3 separate regions of the Mus musculus genome follow, and all the other regions are linked to region 1. The links are chromatin contacts, called in public Hi-C and HiChIP or PLAC-seq maps. All regions are on one chromosome and are shown on one strand. Each heading gives the region's core, a stretch centred on a gene start, on an enhancer-like site or on the middle of the called end of the contact. The rest is flanking DNA. Distances are from core to core; before and after follow the strand shown. Region 1 has its middle 220 kb from the start of Gm29686. Region 2 overlaps Cblb (Casitas B-lineage lymphoma b). Region 3 overlaps Cblb (Casitas B-lineage lymphoma b).

What was found. Hi-C and Micro-C count contacts between places; a contact is called where the count stands out from the background. HiChIP or PLAC-seq counts read pairs in DNA pulled down with a chosen protein or histone mark.
Region 2: a contact with region 1 is called in a BATF HiChIP or PLAC-seq map of CD8 T cells, with 5 read pairs. The contact joins two enhancer-like sites.
Region 3: a contact with region 1 is called in a Hi-C map of Th1 cells, with 2.9 times the contacts expected there. The contact joins two enhancer-like sites. A contact is called at or near these places in 2 of 15 datasets of contacts at CTCF or cohesin (large pre-B cells and pro-B cells) and 4 of 484 Hi-C or Micro-C datasets (CD4 T cells, Th1 cells, granulocyte-monocyte progenitors and 1 more).

What each region holds. Positions count from the first base shown.
Region 1 is chr16:51,766,309-51,769,008 of GRCm38.p6, forward strand. No RefSeq gene overlaps it. Among named protein-coding and RNA genes, the nearest start is that of Gm29686, 220 kb to the right of the region's middle. Within about 2 kb of position 1,448, at least 13 of the 459 cell types and tissues checked have an H3K27ac peak or open chromatin away from gene starts, as enhancers often do. A contact at or near this core is called in CD8 T cells and Th1 cells, where this site is marked.
Region 2 is chr16:52,146,083-52,148,782 of GRCm38.p6, forward strand. All of the region lies in intron 9 of Cblb (Casitas B-lineage lymphoma b), which reads left to right. Among named protein-coding and RNA genes, the nearest start is that of Gm23513, 42 kb to the left of the region's middle. Within about 2 kb of position 1,444, at least 46 of the 459 cell types and tissues checked have an H3K27ac peak or open chromatin away from gene starts, as enhancers often do. A contact at or near this core is called in CD8 T cells, where this site is marked.
Region 3 is chr16:52,180,798-52,183,497 of GRCm38.p6, forward strand. Cblb (Casitas B-lineage lymphoma b) reads left to right here. Exons shown (of 18, transcript NM_001033238.1): 14 at 2,415-2,561. Among named protein-coding and RNA genes, the nearest start is that of Gm23513, 77 kb to the left of the region's middle. Within about 2 kb of position 1,409, at least 65 of the 459 cell types and tissues checked have an H3K27ac peak or open chromatin away from gene starts, as enhancers often do. A contact at or near this core is called in Th1 cells, where this site is marked.

The sequences.
Region 1 (2,700 bases), core at 198-2,697:
TAAGGCAGGAAATTTGCTGTGAATTTGAGGCTATCATGGCTACAAAATGAAATTCTGTCTCAAGAAAAAGTTCTTTAATAACCCCTAGTACCCTAATATTTCTGTATAGAGTTTTCAGTCTTCCAGGCAGCTGTAGAGGAACTCAACTCTGCAATTCAGGAAAGTTGTGAGAGATGGACACCACATCCAATTTAAGTTTCCGGGAACCAAGTTAGCTGGAGGTCATTTTCGAAAATGGGGTGGAAAGGAATCCCAAGAGGGCCTGATTTATAAAATGAGGACACATGGGCCTTACTCACTCTGTCATTTGTAGACCTCAGAGGGGCTTGGGTTTGGCTCATTCCTCAGCTTGGCTATGTAGACAACTCAGGAATAGATTGTCACATGAAAAAGAGTGTTACCCATTCAAGGAATCACACCCACTCTCTGCCACTTCTTGGTATGTGTTGGTTTTGTTTTGTTTTACTTTGTTTTTAATGGTTTAGTTCTCAAAGGCCTGACTTTTATGGCCTCCAAATGATTATATGTCTAGGATCCTTTGATAACTGTACTGGTTATTTGTTCTCCAACTTGACATAAACCAAAGTCACCTAGCTCAGCAGAAATTCACTTGAGGAGTTGCTTCTGTCAAACTGGTTGTGGGCATGGCTGTGGGTTATATTCTTTACTAATAATTGTTGTGAGAGGTATAGGTGGTGTCACCCTTAGGCAGATGGCCCTGGATTGTTTAAGAAAACTGACTGAGGACAAGAAGTGAGAACAATCAGTCAGAACAAGCCAGGGAGCAACTTTGCTCTGTGGTCTCTGGTTCAGTTCCTCACTTCAGACCCCAGCTTTGAATTCCTGTCCTCACGTTCTGTAAGCTGTAAGAATGGTATAAGGCCTATCTTCTCTAAGTTGATTACGGTGGTTAATTTTGTAACCATAACAGAAATCAAACTCGAATAAAACAATTTCAGTCTAACTCAGAATAATTAGAATTTTGAAGATCATTATTTGGTAACCACATGGTGTGTTTGAGAAGAGCAGATGGGTATCCACTGTCTGAATGAGTCTTGGTTTGGCCTCTAGTTTATTTGAACACGTTTCTGGAACCTCCTGACTTTTTGATCTGTAGAATCTCACAGTGTGATGGCAGGGGATGACTTTTGAAGTCCCTTTTAGTTATATATATATATATATATATATATATATATATATATATATATATATATATATTCTCATTTAAGATTTGTCCATCTTAAGGGTGTAGTGAGAAGAAAATACCTAACCATCGCCCAGCTTCTGCTATCACCTCGTCCCCATTTACCTTGCTTGATGCCCCCATTGCAAAGTATCATGTACTGTCCTAAAGAAATGTGTGCCTCCATTTGTCAGTGTTAGTACATACTCTGTGACAGTTGGGTCACACAGTTCATTTCTCTTCACTCGGGTGACTCTAGCTCTAAAGGTCACCTTCCTGGGCAACCTGCCACATGTTGATATAAAGCAGAAGCCACAAATCTTCAGTTTAACCAGAAGGAAAGGAAAAAATACAATCATCTTCCAGTCCAGTCATTCTGAATCTTCTCCCAGCCTTAAAGGGAAGCTCAGAGATAAATTTCTTGAAGGGATTGTATAGGACACCTCAGTCAGATGAATAATACATTCAGCCATGAGGAGCACAATTTTAAAAGAACCTGGCATTTACAAAGTAGCTTTCGCTGGTGGAAAGAGTAAAGACTTAGAATATCCTGTCAGTTTGAAAAGAGGTTTCGTGTCACCCTATCAGGGCACACAAACTATCTGTTCAACTGCCAATTGATGAAAGCATTTATTAAAGGCAGCATAGGCAAATGCCAGTCTGAGGGATGGAAATGGCTAGAGAATTTATATTTAGACCTCTGGGAATGGAAAGGAGTAAGGGAGATTTCTGATTTGAGAGGAAATAAGATACAAAATTTGCTTGATATTGAAAAGGGAAGAGCATACATCTAAAAAGAATAATTACTTTTATTCATGGTTTTCATTTTTAATTCTTGATGCTTCTGGTTTTATGAAGGGACAGATGTGTTTTCTCTTCTACCACAACTAAATGCAACCTGTGTATACAGCAGATGTAAAGATCATTAGAACTGTAGAGAGACATTAGACTAACAGGGGGCCTCAGGACTCAGGCATGGCACAGGGTTGAGTTCTATGGGTTTTCTCGGTGATCATTTATTCTGAACTAAGAACAGAAGAATTTGCCCCACTCCCTGGGAAACATGAATGAATGTAAATCAGAGTGGATCATATGAAAATGGATTATATGAAAGCTTTTTCCTTCTAGTCAGCAAGGCTTACTAACAATATAAAAAGTTTTACACAACACTGCTCTCAACTAGCCAAACAAAACACAAACTCTATGGTTTTCCCTTTTGATGCCAGTAAAATCTGAATTAGAAAACTTGACCCTATACTTTCCCTACAAATTACGCTAAATAATGAGGTATGATCACAGCACATGAGGTTGTGTCACTGCTGAGATTTTTATAAACCCCATCAATGGAAGTTATGGCCAGCTTCTGCCTCTAAGTCATTAGAGAACTTATAAGCCTGGATTCCTTCTCAGCCCTGTGATGATGTGCTCTTGTTTGGTCTCATGAAGGTGCTGGCAGGTAGACCAAGTAGTTGATCAAAATGCTTGCCTCTATAATTAGAACCCACATGTATGAAACA
Region 2 (2,700 bases), core at 194-2,693, 380 kb after region 1:
TGCTGACTAGGTTATCAGTGTTCAAAGCCTTCCAGTTAGTGCATGAGCAGCAATATTGTGTGATCTTTTAGACATGTTATTAAAAAAGTTTCCTTTATTAAGAGCAAGTGTTACAAATTTAATTCAATTAAAACATAGTGAAAAAACGTTCAGTAACAAGCCCCTGTTGGGAGTGTCAGTTTGAGGCTCACTGGATTTAACTGATGGTGTGTGCCTGAGCAGAGCACATCTATAGAACATTTCTTTCCTTCTGTAATATATTGTCAAACCTTGAATCTAAACTTACAGATTTACTGGAAGATTTCTGAGTTTCGGAGCTCTGGGCTGAAAGAAAGGCAGGTTGTAACAGATGTCTCTGTGTTTTTACTTTGCCCGTGTTCCAAAATGATACAGTACAGGGTCTTTTTTTTTTTTTTTCCTTTTTTCTTTAAAGCTGTTAGTTTTACTTCACGGGATTTTCCACTGTTACAGCCTTATAAAAAGTTAAGCTTTTAAGGTCAATCATGCACAGCACAAATCTATCGTTGAACAACACCCTTTGATAGGAACAAACCTGGGCACGTCAACATTTGCTTCCCGAGAAGTCAAGCCTGTTGCTTTGACTTTTATTTTAAGGAGGATCTCTTGAGCAGCTCGTGTCTCTATAGCAATCTCTGAGCAGAAAGGAAGTTCAGACGTAGTTTCTACTTTAAACTCACTGCTAGAAGTTTTATAGATGGGATTACTACCAGTAATTACCTGAAACGAGTATCTGCTTCTCCTGCAGCTTTAATTAGGGACATGAAACCGTTTCCTCTACCTTTACAGTTCTTTGGTTAGGTGTGCTGATATGAAAATGCTTTTAGGGAAATGCATGCCTCCCAAGGAGTTAGGATGTATCTGTCAGCATCCAACAGGGAACACTGAACCTGGACTACAAATTATAATGTGTTCAAGAAAGTGCATTTTTAGCAAGTTGTTCTTCACTAAAATTGTCTTTCATTTGATGCCCTGTTTTAGTTTAACTCCAATTCATTGGGGACTTAAATTTGATGTAATTAACAGCAAACCTAACAAAGGCACAGTAGTGGTTGCTGTTACAGTCTGTCAGTGGGTGCTCCTTAATTGCTGTCATAATGGCCTATTAGTCATGCCTCCAAAGAGGTGTCAGATTTTTTTTTTCATTTTCTGAAACATCTGTGTTATTTAATAAATTGAATAACCACGGAAGAGTTTGCCCAGAATACCAAGTAAGTTAAATAATATGCTTTGTGGAGCATTTGAAGCTGAGTTTCTCTGGGTGCGGCTTCTCTGTTTCACTCTTGATCAGTAAAGCTCGCGGGCACCCCTCTCACTTTCACCTGTCACTAAGAGGCAGAGAAAACATCTCCATGCAGAGTCCCGAGAGCATCTTCTTCCTGTGTACACAGTCTGTAAAGCACTGCAGTAACCCAGCAGCGGCACTGCACACAGGGTAAGGTAAGGAGCTGCGTCTCTCTTGACAAAACAGAGGCAAACAAGCAGTTCTGCTAAACCACGTCTGCGCTTCCAGATGACGCAGGCAGCAAACTTTGAATGTCTCACATAAAAAAGGCCATCACTGTCAATGCCACGCAGCTATACTTTGAATTCTGCCAACAACCCTAGTTTTATGAAATGGAAACTTAACTTCTGTGGCTTTTCCCCTAGACTTTTCTTCAGACACGTTTGCAGGAAAGACTTTTCTGTGTCCAAAGTGTTGTAAGAAAACAGTGAGTGCATTCAAATATGAGTGTGGCGTTAATGCCGTACGATCAAATAGAGCACTGTGGAGAGGCAAAAATCTAGCTCACTGCGTATGTCTCAGTGAGAAACAGATATGATTCTGGCTTATTTTAAAAGCAACATTCGCATGTCTAACCTTCTAGAAACTTTTTAACGAAAACTAAAACAATATTTGCTTTTAAGACCGTTTCAAACGTACATTTCTCTCTTTGCCTTCTACTGTCTCTTTTCTGGGTTAGTGTGATAGAACAGACTGGAGCGTCTCTTTCTCAGAGGGGGACTGAAGGAGTTGGGAGTCTTGGTGAGCTAGTGCAATGGAGCAGGCGTGAGGAGTACCCAGGCCTGAGAGGAGGGCGGGTTGACGGTGAGGTGTAAATCAGAGAAGCCTTTGAAGAGGCTGGCCTCTCCCTACACCTTGCTGAGGCACCGACCCTCTTATTTGTGCCCAGTCTAGCAGGCCTCAGATTCCTGGCCAGTCTCCTGTCTCCACCTCCCATTTTGTCCACAGGAGTGGTGGGATTGCAGACAGGTGCCACTTATCTGCATCCAACTGTCTGTTCCAGTCTGCGGGCTTGAAGGAAAGGGCCTGTACCTGTGGAACCACCTCACCCACTGCAGCAAAAATAAACTCCCGGAGAACAAGTCTAAGTTAGCCTAAGTCTGCTAACTAACTCAGTAGACGGATTCTCACAGCACCACAGTGTATTTGAGAACTGAAATGGACAATTTGGGAACAGTATTAGTTGACACCAACACTCTACTGTGGGCTGTTCTTTTTGAAGACTTATTTTTATTTGATGTGTATGAATGTTGTGCCTGTGTGTTGTCTGTGTGTCACAGCTGTATCTGTGGAAACCAGAGAATGGCATTGGGTCCCATAGAACTAGAGTTACAGGTAATGTGAACCACCATGTGGGTGCTAAGAACTGAACCCTGGTTTTCTGCAAGAGCAATAAA
Region 3 (2,700 bases), core at 159-2,658, 410 kb after region 1:
ACCTAATAAAATGTCTAACTAGTAGCTTCTAAAACTGAACCCTTAGTTTTTGATAAAATGATAGATAATTATTGCCTTTCATATTTACATCAGATGCTCTCTGACTAACAAAAGAGTGAGTGGTATTTAGCCAGGCAAGATCTTCTGTCAATGAAGGGTAGCATCCAGAGCTAACCACAACAGGTGTGGTTTGTTTGTTTTTTTTTTTAATTGTTTATTTCTTGCACTGACAAGATGGTTTCTTGCTACAAGGTCTGATCACCTGAGTTGAATCCCTGGGAACGGCAAGATAGGAGAGAGTAAGAACTGATTGCCACAAGTTGTCCTTGACCTCCATCCATACCTTGGCATGAGCACACACATCCCAATACATACTATATGTTATGCAAATTAAAAACAAGTATTCTTCCTTCAGAGTGAAGTGCTTCTTGGAAATCATTAAATTATTGAAGTAACCTGTAAGACAGATTTGAACTTCCACCTCTTGATGTAGTTATTGAATATTAAGTCAAAGGTCCCTTTTGTCTCTGAAGTATTTACTTAAGTGGTATGTATAGAGATGGTGTTCACTGAGACTGGAAGCAGAGCAGGATGAGGATGGGAACATGCAGGGCCCACTTCCTCTGCCTATAGAGACGTCCTGGTCTTTGCAGAGGTTGGTGAGATTGATGTCTGTCTCCAAGAATTTAGTGTTTGCAAGAAAATACAGTTATTTCTATCCTAACCATATTAAAACACCATCAAGTCATCATTTTGAAACATCTTTACTTTTGTCACCTTTAGTTGCAAGGTGTGTCTTCTAGGATTCAACTAGAGTGACTATAACACTATTGTTTGTTTATGAATTTCATAGCCTGTGTTCTGGGCTGTGTAGAGACCCCTCTGCTACTACAACAAAGCTTCAGGTTACCATTAACTGACATTTGGATCCTGAAGTATCTCTTAACAAACAGAGCTTTAAAAATCAATACTGAAAACTTCTTCAAAGACAAACTAAAAGTATAAGCTTTTGAAAACTCCCAAGGGAAGGTTTTCCGTGATCTCTGAATACAGTTGAAACTTTAAATATGAGCACACACATACATGCACACACACACACACACACACACACACACACACACACACACACACACACATACAAAACACCTCTGACATTTTTTTCTATTATAACGGGTGTTCAGCCACACTGACCCAAAAGTGAAATCATTATAGAAAGTTCTCCAAAATCCAAAGCTTTTTTGAGGATTACATGAGGGATACGACTGGTAAAGTCTGCAACTGTTCCAAAATTTGAGGGGAAAAAATAATCTGAAAAAATGTTTTAGTCCCAAGAAGTTCAGACAGGGACACTCAGCTCTCGGAGAGAAGAATACAAAATGAAAATGAAACTTTGTGGTGAGAAGAAATGAAAATGGAAAAAGAAAAAAGACAAAAAGCCACATAGGCATCGACTGCCTCACGTACCAGAGGGCTCCTGCTCCCTCTGCCGAATGTGCTGGAACATTACACTGTTTTGTGTTTTTTTTTTTTTTTTGGGGGGGGGGGAACATTTTCCGTGAAGTTTATAATAATTAAAGTGGCTTGGATCCGAGTTTTTCTAGTGTCTTGCAAACTAGCTGTCTTTCTACCTGTTGGCCAAGTTGCATTTTAACATTTTTTTTTTTGGACTGTTGTCTTGGGCAGTAGCAAAGGTTAAATTAAAACCCACACAGGAAGTAGAGTACTTTTCAATTTTATTTTATATATTTTCCCAAATGATCAAGTAAAATGCTCAAATCCACCACGGTATCCCGCTAAGTGTTTTATTCGTTGCAGTTAGGTATTACACTTAGGTATCATGAGTTACAAAAACAATCCATCTCAAAGATTTATTTCTGTCATGATCGGCTTCTAATTGTGGACACGTTTCGTTCTTAATTGTTGCAGTGGGAGGAACTCTAGCACTACAGTTATAAGTTGACAAGATAGTTAAATTTCTCTCATGTATGGCTTTTTTAAAACTATGGGTATTAGCCATAGACCAGTTTGAACCTTTAAAGAACCTCTTGTTTCCAGTTGATTTCAGTGTATCCTTATCACTTTTGCTGATTTCCAGTACATGGGAGGGAGCAATTAACATTTTAATAGCTTGGACTTGAATAATTGTACACATCTTATGTTAAAGCTTTATTTATAAAACCCTTTCATTTTCGTAATTTTCATTTTTTTCTTAGTTCACCCTTAAAAACCACAGGTATGAATATCTTATCTTAACATTTCAAGGCCTTCCATTTCTATTGGATGTAAGAACAGTTTACAGTTGAAAACTTCCAGTGACAAAGCAGTTTCTTCATTGTTCTATGTCACATCAGACCTTCCTGCTCTGGTATTTATGATGCTTAAACCAGATTGGATTTTCTTTTCCCTCTTGGTAGGTGTACTGGTCCATTAGCAAATTGTCTCTCAGAGAAAACTAGAGACACGGTAGAAGATGATGACGATGAATACAAGATTCCTTCATCCCATCCTGTGTCCCTGAATTCACAACCATCTCATTGCCATAATGTCAAAGCTCCTGTTCGGTAAGAAGATGAGCATCTCTGTATCATCCTGCATCGGCATAAGCATCGTCATGCTGTCAAACGTGGGGGTTGTTTCTATGCGGTTCAATAGTATGTGATTGGTTAAAAATCCTGTTCCTTGCCTAGCCTGTAGTTCCTA